2 separate regions of the Mus musculus genome follow, and region 2 is linked to region 1. The links are chromatin contacts, called in public promoter capture Hi-C maps. All regions are on one chromosome and are shown on one strand. The core of a region is the stretch at or near the end of the contact, and the rest is flanking DNA. Distances in the headings are between cores, read along the strand shown.

Region 1 (6,922 bases), core at 2,662-5,161:
CTTCTTCTTCTTCTTCTTCTTCTTCTTCTTCTTCTCCTTCTTCATCCTCCTTCCTCCTCCTCCTCTTCCTCTTCCTCCTCCTCCTTCTTCTCCCTCCTCCTCCTCCTCCTCCTCCTCCTCCTCTTCCTCCTTCTCCTCCTTCTTCTTCTTCTTCAAAACAGAGTTTCCCTGTGTAGCCCTGGCTCACTCTATAGACCAGGTTGGCCTGGAACTGAGAAACCTACCTACCTACCTCTGCCTCCCTAGTGCTGGGACTAAAGGCATGAGCCACCACTGCCTGGCATTAATTAACATTATTTAGCTCGTCTCCCACCAGCACGCCCAGAGGTCCACCTTCCAGGTGATGCTGGAGTCTGTCAAGTTGATGTCACCCACAGCCACGCTCAGTGTTCTCCTGCTGAGCCACACCCTCACCCTTCAATGTGGGATTCCAGACAAGTGCTGAGCTATATCCTAGGGTCTTTTTAAACATTTTGAGTGTATAGTCCAGATGTGATGGCTCACTCCTTTGATCCCAGCACTCCAGAGGCAAAAGCAGACAGATCTCTGAGAGTTCAAGGCTAGCCTGGTCTACAATGCAAGTTTGGGACAGCCAGGGCTACACAGAAAAACCAAAAAAGAAACAACCAAAAAAAAATCTCTAAGTATGTACGAGTGTGTGACTCTGTGTGTGTGTGTGTGTGTGTGTGTGTGTGTGTGTGTGTGTGTGAGAGTGTGCGTGCACATACGGGTGCTCTTATGCCGTGGTGCATGTATAGAGATCAGAGGACACCCTTGGGTATCAATCTTCATCATCCACCTTGTCCACAGGGTCCTCTTTTGTTCACTGCCTGTGGTCCCAGCACTCTGAAAGCTCAGACAGGGAAACTGCTGTGAATTCAAGGCCAGTCTGGGCAATATCAGTTGGGAACTCTATTTCAATACACACACACATGGGGGACTGGAGAGACGACTCACTGGCTAAGAGTATGAGGCTCTATCATGAGGGCCGGAATTACGATTCCAGCACCTACATCAGGTGGCTCACACTGCCTGTAAACTCCAATTCCCTTTGCCCTCCAAGGCACCTATACACACACATGCACATAGAGTCACACAGACACTCTCTCTCTCTCTCTCTCCCTCCCTCCCTCCCTCCCTCCTCCCTCTTTCCCTCCCTCCTTCCTTCCTTCCTTCCTTTTTTCTCTTTTTTTTTTTTTTTTTTCTGAGATAGTCTCACTCGCTGTCCTGGAACTCTCTACATAGATCAGGCTGGCCAGAAATTCGCAGAGATCTGCCTATGCCTGCTTCCTGAGTGCTGGGATTAAAAATATACAAGACCACCATCCTTTTGGCAAGGCCCTGGGAAACCCACACAGCCACACCAAACCCTATGTTCATTCCAAAGGCCAGAAGTTCAAGTGTGCCAGAGGCAGAAGGGCCAGTGAGGCTACAAAATTAACCCTGGACCTTTGGATGTTGGGGGAAAAGTACAGCACCATAATAGCCCTGTCATCTCCCCAGCACCCCGCAGACTTTCCTGTAGCTCAGGCTTGCCTAAAACTTACTCTGTAGACAAGGATGAGCCTTGACCCTCCTGCCCCCACTGCTGAGTGCTAGGATGCTAGGCATGTACCAGCAGACCCATTTTATGTAGTACTGGAATCTGAACCCAGGACTTCATGCACACTTGGCAAGCACCCTGGGACCTGAACCACACACACACACCTGACCCTCATGCCACTTTCATGCATAGGTACCATTTTATTTGGGTCATGTTTCCTGCCACCTCCTATTACTGTTACCCTTCCTGAGCCCTCCTCCCCTGTTCAACTGGTCCCCCTTCTTTTCTCAAAACCCCTCGGAAGCCATTTTCTCTTTGATGCTTCAAGTGATACATTGTAAATTCTGTTGTCTTTGGTCTTATTTATTTGTTGGGGTGTGGGAGGCACATGTGGAAATCACAGGACAATTGCTGGAGTCAGTTCCTTTCTACCATGTGGATCTGGGGCATCCGACTCAGGTCATGGGGCTTGGTGGAAAGCACTTTTACTGCCTGAGCCACCTTGCTGGACCTCATTACAAGTTCTAATATAAACAATGATCCTCTTACTTATGATGACAAATGGAGAAATATGCACTAATTGTTTTAGCTACTAAGTGGGAGTTTTACTGAGAAGATTTAGGGTGAAAAATGAAAGCTTGTTTGCTTCCGTGTGCTCACCTTGATTCCTGCACTCATAGAATGGCTCAGGCCCCCCGCCTAGGGGATGGTGACGCCTATACTGGACTAGGACTTCCCACATCAACTAACTTAAGACAGTCCTTCACAGACATGCTCACAGGTCAACCCAAGGTAGACAATCCCTCATGAAGACTCTCATCCCAGCTGGGTGGAGAAACTCAGAAGGCAGAGGCAAATGGGTCTCTGTGAGTTCCAGGACAGCCAGGGATACACAGTGAAACCTTGTCTTGAACAAAATCAAAACAAACAAACACTCATCCCAGGAGATTCTAGGTTGTATTAAGGTGACAAAGCTGACCATGGCAATACCCTATAGATCTGTAGGATCTATGTCTATGGGTGGGGCCTTCTATCTCTCAATGCTCAGTTCCTCACAGGAAATGACACCTGAAGGGTCTGTTGTATGATCCAAGGACCTCCCACAAGACCCAGTCTTAAAACATGTGCCACTTCCCACTGCCACTATTCTGGAGGCCAACTCTCCAATACATGCGCTTTTGGAGACTAATAACATCTAAATAACAGCTCGTGAGAATGTGTCACACAGACTCAAGACTGTCAGCTCCTATGTTTGTTACTGCAGGGATCCCCGGGGGCAAGATCACAAAGGAGACAGACATGTACACCCAGGGTCAGCCTCAGCTGATCTCTCAGCAGCATCTCCTTCAATGCTGTGTTCATGCTTTCCTTATTTGCCAAGTCCAGGCTGCACCAGGTACAGTGGCACATGTCTGTAAGACTAGGATCTCTCTAGACAGGAGGATTGCACATTTGAAGGCACTCTGGGCTACGTAAGGAAGCTTGTCTTACTTAGGGTTTCTGCTGCTGGGATAAAACACAAGGCCCAAAAACAACTTGGGGAGGGGAGGGTTTACTTCAGCCAATAGTTGTACATCACAGTCCACCATTAAAGGAAGTCATGGCAGGAACTCAAACAGGGCAGCAACCAGGAGGCAAGAGCTTATGCAGAGGCCCTGAAGGAGTGCTACTTACATGACTTTCTCAGCCTGTTTTCTTACAGAACCCAGGACCATCAGCCCAGGGATAGTGTCACCACATTGAGCAGGACCCTGCCATGTCAGTCATCAATCAAGAAAATGTACCACAGGCCAGTCTAGTGTGGACACTTTCTCAATTGAGGTTCCCTCTTCTAAAATGACTCTAGCTTGTGTCAAACAGACATAAAACTAGCTAGGACAGAGGGCCTTATACTGGGAATGTAGCTCAGTGGTAGAGCCCCTGCCTAAAATCCCCAAGTGAAGGGCTGGGGGCATGGCTCAGTGGTAGAGCTCCTGCCTAGAATCCCCCAGTGAGGGACTGGGGTTGTGGCTCAAGTCTCAGACAGCCTACCTAGCATATGCAAAGACCTGTGTTCCATTCACTATAACACACACACACCCCACTTGCACATGTCTGCACACTCCTGCCTGTGTGCACGCGCACGTGCACATACACAGATATTGTACTATCATCCTCCCAGAGTCAATGCAAAGATTAAGTGAGAAGACCGAGGCACATCCATGTACTAGACACAGGCTGATTTGGTCTCTTCCCCTTCTCTAATCTTGAGGGTCAGGATGACATCCTCAAGCTTGTAAGAATGTGGAGCCATCCAGGGAGGGGAGAACTTACCGTACTCACTCTTGTCCTTTCAGCGTGAATGGGGAACAAGAGATGAGTCATATCTGCGACCAACTCAAGCGAAACTGCATTCAGCATCTGGCCACAAGGGAAGTGCAGATTGCATGTACTAGACTGGCTATCACCCGAGAGTCATGGGAAGCTTGGGGGAGGATGTAGAGAAATTGGAGCCCTGGGATGCTGTTGGTGGGAATGTGGGGGCTGTTGCTGCATTGGGGAAACAGCTTGGTGATTCCTCAGAGAGTTACACACAAGACTCCGTGATCTGGAGTTACAGGACATTGTGAGCTGCCCAGTGTGTGTACTGGGAACCTAACCTGAGTCCTTTGACAGCAAGTGCTCTCAGCTGTAGAGCCATCTCATCAGCTCCATGATCTTGGAGCTTTCTGCCTCCAGAGTGGCGAGAAACAAATGGCTGTGCTTTGTCTGTATTCTTGTTTTCTGTGTTTGGATGCTTTGCCTGTAGTATGTCTGTGCACCCATGTGCGTGCTTGATACCCGTGGAGGCCAGAGGAGGGCATCAGATCACCTGGAACAGGAGTTAGGATGGTTGGGGGCTGCCGTGTAGGGGCTGGGACTGGAACCCAGTTCTTCTGTAAAAGTGGGCAGTGCTCTTCACTGCTGAGCCATCTCCCCAGCCCCAAATGCTACCTACTTTGGCCAGAGGATGTCGTTCAGTGACAGAGAGTTTGCCTAGCATATGTGAGACCTGGGGTTGGAGCTCCAAAACCTGAAAGGGAAGAAGTGTGTAAATGAATGACAGGGAGCTGGGATGAGTCAGTCTCAAGCACTTGCTGTGCAAACCTGGGGACCTAAATTTGGGCCCTAGAACCCGTGTGCGAAAGCCAGGTGTGTTGCACTAGAGAAGCAGACAGGAGGATCCCTGGGGCTAAGCGGCCAGCCAGCCTAGCCTTCTTGACCATAAACAATGTAGATAAAGCCATGGGAACAACACCTGAGGCTAAGCTCTGGCCTGCATAAGCAGGTGTGTGTGTGCAAGACACAGACACACACAGACACACACACACACACACACACACACACACACACACACACACACACTGAGAGAAGTGGGATTCAGGGTATGGATCAGTGGGTTGGTCAGCAGGGTAAGTCCCCTACCTGATACCTAGTAAGAATGGGGAATTCATATATGCTACAACTCCCATGAATTCTGGAAGCATGTAGAGAGGCTAGACATAAAGGTCACCGATTGCATAATTGTGCTCATATGAAATGTCAGGCAAAGTGGCTCTACACAGACGGCAAATAGGACAGTGGTTGCCAGGGACTGGGGCAAGGTTCAGAGGACTAAGGGGGAAAGATGAGTAAGATTCAGGGGATTTTTTGGGGAGGGGGGTGATGAAAAAGTTGAGGGTAGTGACAGTAATGCTGTTTGCTTAACTCAATGCACATGTGACAAGATATTGAGTTGTGGACTTTTTGTTACTGAGAAGGGATCTGTTGTAGCCCAGGGTGGCCTGACATTTGCTATGGTTGTAGCTGAAGCTTGACTTGAACTCTTGATCTCCCCACCTCTTTCTCCTAAGTGTTGAGTTCAGAGGCAGGTACCACTGCACCTAGATTATACTATACCCACTGAGCCACGCCCCAGCCCCTCACTGGGGGATTCTAGGCAGGGGCTCTACCACTGAGCCACACCACCAGCCCCTCACTGGGGGATTCTAGGCAGGCACTGTACTGCTGAGTCACACTCCCCAGCCTGTATTTCCTTTTGAGTGGTATGTTACAATTGAACATATTTATAAGGGGCAGGGTAACATTTTGCTTCATATATACAATATATCTGCATCAGCCTTGGTCTTTGTACTAGATCAAAGTAAGCTAAGAGCTGGTTAGCTTTTGGGTCTTGAGATTCCTCAACTCCAGAAGGGTCTTTTGGTCCCATCGTGCCTGGCCTATGCTTTGCTGTTCCTTAAGGGCTTATTTTTAGCTGCTTGCTGGGACCCATTTTGAGGTAAGCCACTGGCTACTTGCACAGCACTTTTATTTTTTTATTTTTTTGGACTGATCATTGCTATTCCACCAGAGTAGAAGCTCTAAGGCAGAAACATTTCCTTTTTAAGGCGGTGATTCTCTAGCAGTTCAAAGCCTAATCCAAAAGATTAGCAAAAATAGCCAGTTGCTAAATAGCGCCAACGTGGGAAATGCAGGCGATAGATTCGTTGCTCTGAGAGGAGCAGAAACAGAAAAGGAGGATCGCTGTGAGCCGCTCTGAGGAGTGAATTCCCTGCTAGAGCGGAATTTTCTATTTTTAAGCAGAAAGTTAACCTTCATCAATGATAAATGAAGCACACCTGAGCCCAAACTGTATGCCACTCCACACCCTTTCTCCTATTTGATTTAAGAGGTAGCTTTGCTCGGGGCAGTAGTGGCGCACACCTTTGGTCTCAGCACTTGTGAGGTAGAGGCAGGCAGATTTCTGAGTTTGAGTCCAGCCTGGTCTACACAGTGAATTCCAGGACAGCCAGGACGACACAGAGAAACCCTCTTTTGAAAAAAAAAAAAAAAAAGGAGGAGGGGAGAAGTAGCTTTGCTGGGTGTGGTGGTGCATGCCTGTAGCCTTAGTGCTAAGGAGTCTGAGGGAGGAGGTTCTTGGCTTAGAGATGTTCAAGCAACATAGTAAACTCAAGGTCAGCTTGTACTCTGAGACTCTGTATCACACAAAACCAAAAACAAGCAAAAAAAAAAAATGGGGGGGGGGCATGTTGTAGGCATAATTCTGTGGTAGAGCACCTGCCTAGAATCCCCCAGTGAGGGGCTGGGGGCGTGGCTCAGTGGTAGAGCCCCTGCCTAGAATCCCCCAATGAGGGGCTGGGGGCGTGGCTCAGTGGTAGAGCCCCTGCCTAGAATCCTCCAGTGACATGGTTCAATGACAATACTTGCCTAAAATGCCCCAATGAGTATTCTAGGATTTAACTAGCATGCACAAAGTACTGAGTTTCATCTCCAGAACTGAAAGAGATAAACAATAAATTAACTAGCCTTCTAACTTCTTTTGGGTTAGCCTCAGAATGGAAGTTGGTTTAGGTCAAC
Region 2 (6,922 bases), core at 3,282-5,781, 320 kb after region 1:
AAGTAAACCACCATGAAACAAACAAACAAACCCCCCATAGGGACCGTTTGTTGTAATTCCTAAAGGACCATCAAGCCATCAAGGAGAGACAAAACGGATTCTTTTTTTTTTGGCTGATACATCTTAAAGCAATTAGCCCACTTTTCTGGCCAGAATTAAATCATGAGAAAGGAATCTAAATAAAACTTTAGAAGACCATGAGAGCTTATGTGCAAGTCAGTTTAATTTTTTGGAGGGATTAAGGGCCAGTAGTTTGTACGTTGCAGTAGGAAGTGAAGTCCAAGTGATTTCTGGGTATCTGTCTAGCCAGAAACAAGAGTTTGCATTGCTGAGGTTCTCCGGCAGGCTCGGAGGTCATGGCTCTCCTTTGAGCAGGTAGGTGAGGTCATAGATGCCATATATGGAGTTCCAGAGCTTTGCCGGGAGGAGCTTCTCGAGGTGGAATTTGTACTTCTCCCCATAAACATTCCTGATGCTTCTCTTACAGATGGCCTCGAGGGTTAAAGGTTTTTTTGATAACTTTACTAGGGTTTCCCTTAGGAGCTGGTATTCTGGCAGCATGATTCCTGCTGGTAGAATCCCCTGTTTATTGCTCAGTCTTAAAGGATAAGTGCGGTAAAGTAGTCTGGCCAGAAGCGATCTGTCTCTGATGTTGGAACTGCGCTGAAGGTACATGTAAATGGGAGACTCCCCATTTCTTGTTAAAATGTTAACGTTTGCCTCAAATTCCAGCAAGAGACTGATGATCGCTTCTCTGCCTCCAAAGCATGCCTCGTGCAGAGCTGTCTGGCCTTCATGGTCCTGGGCATTGACCTGGGCTCCGTTATTTAGCAGCAGACGGATGCAGCCCACCCCCGCTGCCAGCAGTCGGCCGACTTTGCTCGATGCAGTACACACGGCCAGCTTCAGAGCTGTGTTTCCGGTAGATGAGATGGCACAGTTCACATTGGCCCCAAAGGCAATGAGTGTCTCTATCATGTTTTTGTTCAGTATGTCTGCAGCCATGTGGAGGGGCGTCATGCTGGATTCATTAGTAGCATTGACCTGGGCACCATTTTGAGCCAAAAAGGAGAGAACTGGGTAGGTCCCGTGTATTATGGCCAGGTGGAGGGCTGAATGCTTGTTGCTGTTGTCTACCCGGGCATTAACTTGAGCTCCGTGGTCACACAAAATGCACAGACACAAGACAGCGTTGTTCTGAATGTCCATCAGGATCTTTTGGATCTGAGTGCTGGGTTTGGACCAAGTGGTAGAAGAGGCTGGCCAGTTAAGCAGCATCAGGTGAAGGGTAGTGAAGCCTTGGGCGTCCCTGGAAGGGATTTACCACGTGTTAAGCCGGATGCACCTCACTGAGGGACAGTAAAGAGTTAGAAGGCAACCCTGACTACAGGTAGGAGAGTACCAGTTGAAGTCTTGTATTCAGGTGCAGATGAACTTGTGTCTATCTGGAGGCCTGGGGTCAATGATAACTGTATTTCTTGTTGCTCTCTACCTTATTTTGTGACAATGTCTCCACCAAATCTGAAATTGGTCAGCAAGTGAGCTCCCTCCCTCCATGTGCCCTTCCCCACCCCCCACCCCCACCCCCAGCACTGGCTGATAAACCATGTGCTCCTCCGCCAAGCTTTTACTTCATGCTGGGGAGGGAACTCAGTCTTGGTTTGGATTTAAAAGAAGATTGGCAATCTGTGTTGCTATGTCTTAGGGTTGTTTTTTAAGTCCCTGCTGGGTGGAGCCTAGGTTCTTAGAGAACCCTGCTTAAGCTTGGGTTCTTCTGGGACTTTTGGCCCCTTAAAGGCTGTCCCTTGGCTGTTCCTGTATCCCTGGCATTGAGCATGGCTCAGCACTGGCTCACTGGTATCAGTGAAAGGGTCGGACTTTGGTATGAGCTGTGACTATCCTAGAAGTGAACACTGGAGGGCAGAACTCGCATTCCCTCGGTCTCCTGGCTTTGTCTGTCTTCTCCCTGACATTCACTTCCAAGTGTAGGAAGGCGAATGCAGGACTCGGGTCCTGCATCTTCTCAGGTCACTGAAGCCTGGTCCTCTTCAGGCCTGCTCTAACCCCTATCTCAGGATTGCCTCCGAACTGTCTTTGTAGTGCCAGAGACGGGGGTGGGGTGGGGAGGTGGGGGGGTTGTTATCTCTCCCTGGCCTTAGGAGCTGGTCTTCAGTTCACCCACACTTAGCTGTGTGTGAGCCGCCTAAGGCTGGTGTTGGAGAAACAGCAGGGTGGCTCAGCCTCCTGAAGGCTTATACTCAGGGATGGGAAAGAAAGCAGGCAGGGTAAAGGACTAAATGAGTGCTGAATGTGTCAGTGTTCTGGAGAGCTGCAGAACCTCGCTCACCCAGGAGCCATGTGTGATTTCTAGTGCAGGAAAGTGTCTTTGAGGAGCCTCTAAAAGATGGAGTGAGTTGAGAGCTCAGGCTGCGACTGGCAGCCATGGAGAGGATTGGCCCAACTGGAGCTGGTGGTGCCAGAGGAGGTGCAAGCCAAGATTGATTGGGTAGATTTTTCTGATAGTGTTTGTTATAAAATCAGCGGCAAGAGTTTAAGCACAATGAACGTTTCCTTGTTAATAAATAAGAAGCCTACCATCTATTTGGTCCCCTCACCACCCTCCATATTGTCAGATTTCCTGAGTGCTATTGTCCCAACTTTCTGTGTTTTCTACAGCTGAGCCATTATTTTGTGTGAGTTCTTTAGCTGGCTGATTACCATTCTTGTATTAGTTTCCACCTCGTCAGCAAAGTAAGATTCATCCCAACATAATCTGTACACGGAATGGGACACATCATCTGAATCACACACACACACACACACACACACACACACACACATACACACACATACACACACACACACACACACACACACACACACACACACACACACACATACACACACACACACATACACACACACACACACACACACACACACACACACACACACACACCCCTCTTCACTTAGGCCTGACAGCATGCTGAGGTAACTTACCTTACTTCTGGGTCAGCACCGTGTTGTAACAAGCAAAGCAAACTTTGTGGCTTGCGGTACTCGGCGGCCAGATGGATGGGAAAGATAGGCTGTGTCTGCTGCAGGGAAACCACAGTGCATTACAAACATGGTTACTTGGCACAGCTCACTGGTCCACAGTCTAAGGATGTTAGCATTGGCTTGGCTTCAGTTCATGCATTGAGATGTTGTATTTATTTGTTTGTTTGTTTTTGTTTTGTTTCTTGGCGAGAGTTTCCCTGTGTAGATGGAGCCTGGAATTCACAGACAGATCCAGCTGCCCCTGCCTCCTAAGGCATGTGCTATCATTCCTGGCTGAAGCTTTTCTCCTTGAGTTTAAATTACCATAACTGGTGAATTTAAATGACCCACTTTGTGTTTTAGAGCTGAGCATGTTAGTGCTCACCTGTAAATAATCCTAGCCCCTGGGGGGTGGAGGTGCAGGAGAGTCAGGAGTACGAGGCCGTCTCTGGCTATAAAATCAGGAGCAAATTGCTCTGAAATCATTTAGTCCTTAAATTAACCCACAAGTTGAATAGCAAGTACTTGTTACATTTTGTTTAGGTCTTGCCAAGCCATCATGAGCTATAAAATGTGGGTTTCTAAGGTTTCATAGGTGCTGTGGTCCATGTCCTTACTGTGATTGGTAGAGCTGAGGATGCTGGGTCCTAAAACACACCATGTCTGCAAGATGACAGACGAGTGAGACAAAGACGGGGGCCACTTTCCTTTTTTGGAAAAGAAAAAAAGTTAATTACAAAAGCAATGATCAACCAGCTTTGGGGGCTCATACCTATAATTCCAGCACTTGGGAGGTGGAGACAGGAGGATTGTTGCTTGCTTTAGGCAAGCTTGGGTAACATGGTGAGTTCTAGGCCAGCCTGGACTATAGAGTAAGCCCAGCCTCAAACAAACAGAAAATCTAGGAAGGTGTGTATAGGAAGTGAAAAATAATTCACCTTACATGACATCGTCGCTGTGGGTGTGTTCTGAGAGGAGGAGGGTACCCTTCTTCCAGCCACACAAGCTGTGTTCCATCCATCCATCTGTGTGTGGCGCAGGATGGAGGAGTTGCAGGCTAGGGTATGTGTACTGGACCTGGGGGATGGTCTGCGGAGCCCTATGTTTTGTGAAGTCCTCCAAAGTTCTGGGGTTAAAAGGGTGTGCCACCGCTTCCCGCTCTGTTGTTTCTTTACTGTGACAGAGAGGAGGGAGTACCTGGCTCAGTAGTCTGTAACGGGTGGAGTTGGCCAGGATGGTCAGGGGCTGGTTGACAGGGTGGTTTCTGAGAAGTGTCTTGATGGTGTTACAGTCTTCCTTGATGATGGCCTCATACAGTTTAGAGTGCAGGGTCGTGGCCAGGCTCTCCTCCACCAACGTGGCACCGTCAGCCACCAGGTCTCTGCTTCCTCTCTTGGTTATGTTTCCCATGAGAACGGCTTTAGAGCAAGGGCTTACAGGTGAGGGAGGCTGCTATGGAATTGGTTAGTCTCTCTTACCATGATGATTCCTTTGGCTCAGTTCTAGAACTGTTCTAGAATTATGTTTGTCAAAAGAATCCTTTGTTCGTTCTTTTTATTTTTTTTTTCAGTTTTTTTTTTTTTTTTTTTTTGAGACAGGCTTTCTCTGGAAGTCTCTGTGTAGATCAGGCTGGCCTCAAATGTAGAGACCCACCAGCCTCTGCCTCCCAAGTGCTGGGATTAAAGGCGTGTGCACTGAATCCATGTTATACTGGAGCCAGCCCGAGATTTTGTTCCCTCATTTATAGTACCAATTGCAAGCATCGTTTCTCAGCTTTTACACCAAACTGGCACCTTATGGCTAAAAGCATTTCTCTTTTCCCTTACATATCAACTATAATTAAATCTAATAGGACCAAGTGAGCTGGCCAGGGTAAGATGCCTGCCACCAAGAATGAGCACTTGAGCTCCACCCTGACGATCTACACAGTGGGACTCCTGAAGGTTGTCCTCTGACCTCGCTCGCCATGCCATGCCATGCCATGCCATGTATGCACAGTTTTTTAAAAAATTTGGAGGAGCTAGAGAAAGTACCCAAGGAGCTGAAGGGGTCTGCAACCCTATAGGTGGAACAACAATATGAACTAACCAGTACCCCGGAGCTCGTGACTCTTAACTGCATATGTAGCAGAAGATGGCCTAGTCGGCCATCATTGGGAAGAGAGACCCCTTGGTCTTGCAAACTTTATATGCCTCAGTACAGGAAAACGCCAGGGCCAAGAAGTGGGAGTGGGTAGGTAGGGGAGTGGGGGGTGGTATGGGGGACTTTTGGGATAGTATTTGAAATGTAAATGAAGAAAATACCTAATATAAAAAATTTGGAAATGGAAAAAAATAAAATGGAAAAAAATTATTCATTTATTTTATGTAGATGAGTACACCGTAGCTGTCTTTATGCACACCAGAAGAGGGCATTGAATCCCATTATAGATGGTGTAAGCCACTGTGTGCTTGCTGGGAACTGAACTCAGGACCTCTGGAAGAGCAGTCAGTGCTCTTAACTGCTAAGCCATCTCTTCAGCCCTGCACATACGATTTTTAAAAAACCAAACTCTTAGCAGGACCAAAATAGAGTAGGACATATATTAACATAAAAGTGAACTACATTTAATCTGTTAGCTTTAATTTTAGTAAAATCTTTTCTCCCAGTTACATGGTGATGTTGTTGCTATTATTCAAAACAGTCTCTTGCAGCTCTGGCTTGCTTCAAGCTTGCTATGTAGTTGAGGATGACCTTGAACCTCTGATCTTGCCACCCCCTCTCTAGTGCTGGATCGCAGATATATATATATATATATATATATGTGTGTGTGTGTGTGTGTGTGTGTGTGTGTGTGTGTGTGTTACTTTATGCCTTGTTGGAGTGAGGTCACAGTGCTTTGTTCGTGCTACATCAAAACGTTCCTCAGCGGCCAGCACTCAGCAACCTTTTTACTTTGGTGTGTGAGTGTATGTGTAGCATGCTCAGTGTGTGTGGTGTGTGTGTCTATGTGGGTGGCATGCTTTGTGTGTGTGTGTGTGTGGTGTGGTGTGATGTGAATGTATATGTGGTGTGTGTGTGCTCACATGCTCATGTGTGTGTGGGTGTGTGTGTGTGTGTGTGGTGTGTGCTTGTGTGTGTGAGCCAGAGGAGTACTTTGAATGACCTACTCTATCACTCTCTCCCTTATTATTCTCTTGATGCCGCATCTCTCACTGAAGCGGCTGGCAGCCAGCAAGCCCAGGGACCCTCCTGTGTCTTCTGTATGATGCCAGAGTTACAGGCACTCCTGGGCCACACCCAGCTTTTTACCTGAGTGTTAGAGACTCGACTCTACGCCATGTGCTTGCACAGCCGACACCTACTCACGGCGCTGCCCCCCAGCCCAGCAGCTTTCTGTTTGCTTGAAATAGGGCTTTTGTTGTATAGGCCTTGATAACCTTGGACTCACCATGTAGCCCGGACTGGCTCCATAGTCACAGCGACCCTCCTGCCTCCGCCTCCCAGTTGTGGCATCACAGGTGTCAGCCTCCATGCCTGGCACTCAGCAACTCCTAAGTTTTTACTCTTTGTTTTAAGACAACTGAGTTGACTTCTCTGCTTATTTGTAGCCTAGAAATATTTTTCTTCATGGCCCTGATCAGCAAGTAAAAATAGGAGACTTTGGTCTGGCCTGTGCAGACATCATCCAGAATGCAGACTGGACCAACAGAAATGGGAAAGGTAATTATTTATTTGTTCACTTATTTTCTTTATCTTTGCATTTAAAAATTAAAAAGAGACCTAGTTGAACATGTCCTTACATACCGAGAGTCTTAGAGCTTCCATAAGTGAGGCCAGCAGGCGGCCGTTCCTTCAGGAGCGGCAGAGAGAGGTCTGTGTGCGTCACAGTAGGTTGCTTAAT

The links. Promoter capture Hi-C pulls out the DNA fragments that hold promoters and counts their contacts.
Region 2: a promoter capture Hi-C map of the HPC-7 cell line shows a contact between it and region 1. The contact joins the promoter of Ankrd61 here to the enhancer-like site in region 1. A contact is called at or near these places in 20 of 39 promoter capture datasets (the 3T3-L1 cell line, the C10 cell line, the HPC-7 cell line and 14 more), 3 of 15 datasets of contacts at CTCF or cohesin (the NIH/3T3 cell line, large pre-B cells and stem cell-derived epiblast-like cells), 17 of 484 Hi-C or Micro-C datasets (CD8 T cells, the G1E-ER4 cell line, Th1 cells and 13 more), 31 of 115 datasets of contacts at active chromatin or transcription factors (the NIH/3T3 cell line, acute myeloid leukemia, astrocytes and 19 more) and 3 of 9 other capture datasets (adipose tissue, embryonic stem cells and liver).

Annotation. Positions count from the first base shown.
Region 1 is chr5:143,576,055-143,582,976 of GRCm38.p6, forward strand. No RefSeq gene overlaps it. Among named protein-coding and RNA genes, the nearest start is that of Fam220a, 31 kb to the left of the region's middle. Within about 2 kb of position 3,912, at least 74 of the 459 cell types and tissues checked have an H3K27ac peak or open chromatin away from gene starts, as enhancers often do. A contact at or near this core is called in the G1E-ER4 cell line, the HPC-7 cell line, adipose tissue and 3 more, where this site is marked.
Region 2 is chr5:143,890,536-143,897,457 of GRCm38.p6, forward strand. It overlaps Ankrd61 (ankyrin repeat domain 61), which reads right to left and starts at 4,532. Exons shown (of 3, transcript NM_025732.4): 1 at 4,237-4,532; 2 at 3,001-3,098; 3 at 206-1,309. The coding sequence starts at 4,449. The coding sequence ends at 355. Eif2ak1 (eukaryotic translation initiation factor 2 alpha kinase 1) reads left to right here. Exons shown (of 15, transcript NM_013557.2): 12 at 6,630-6,741.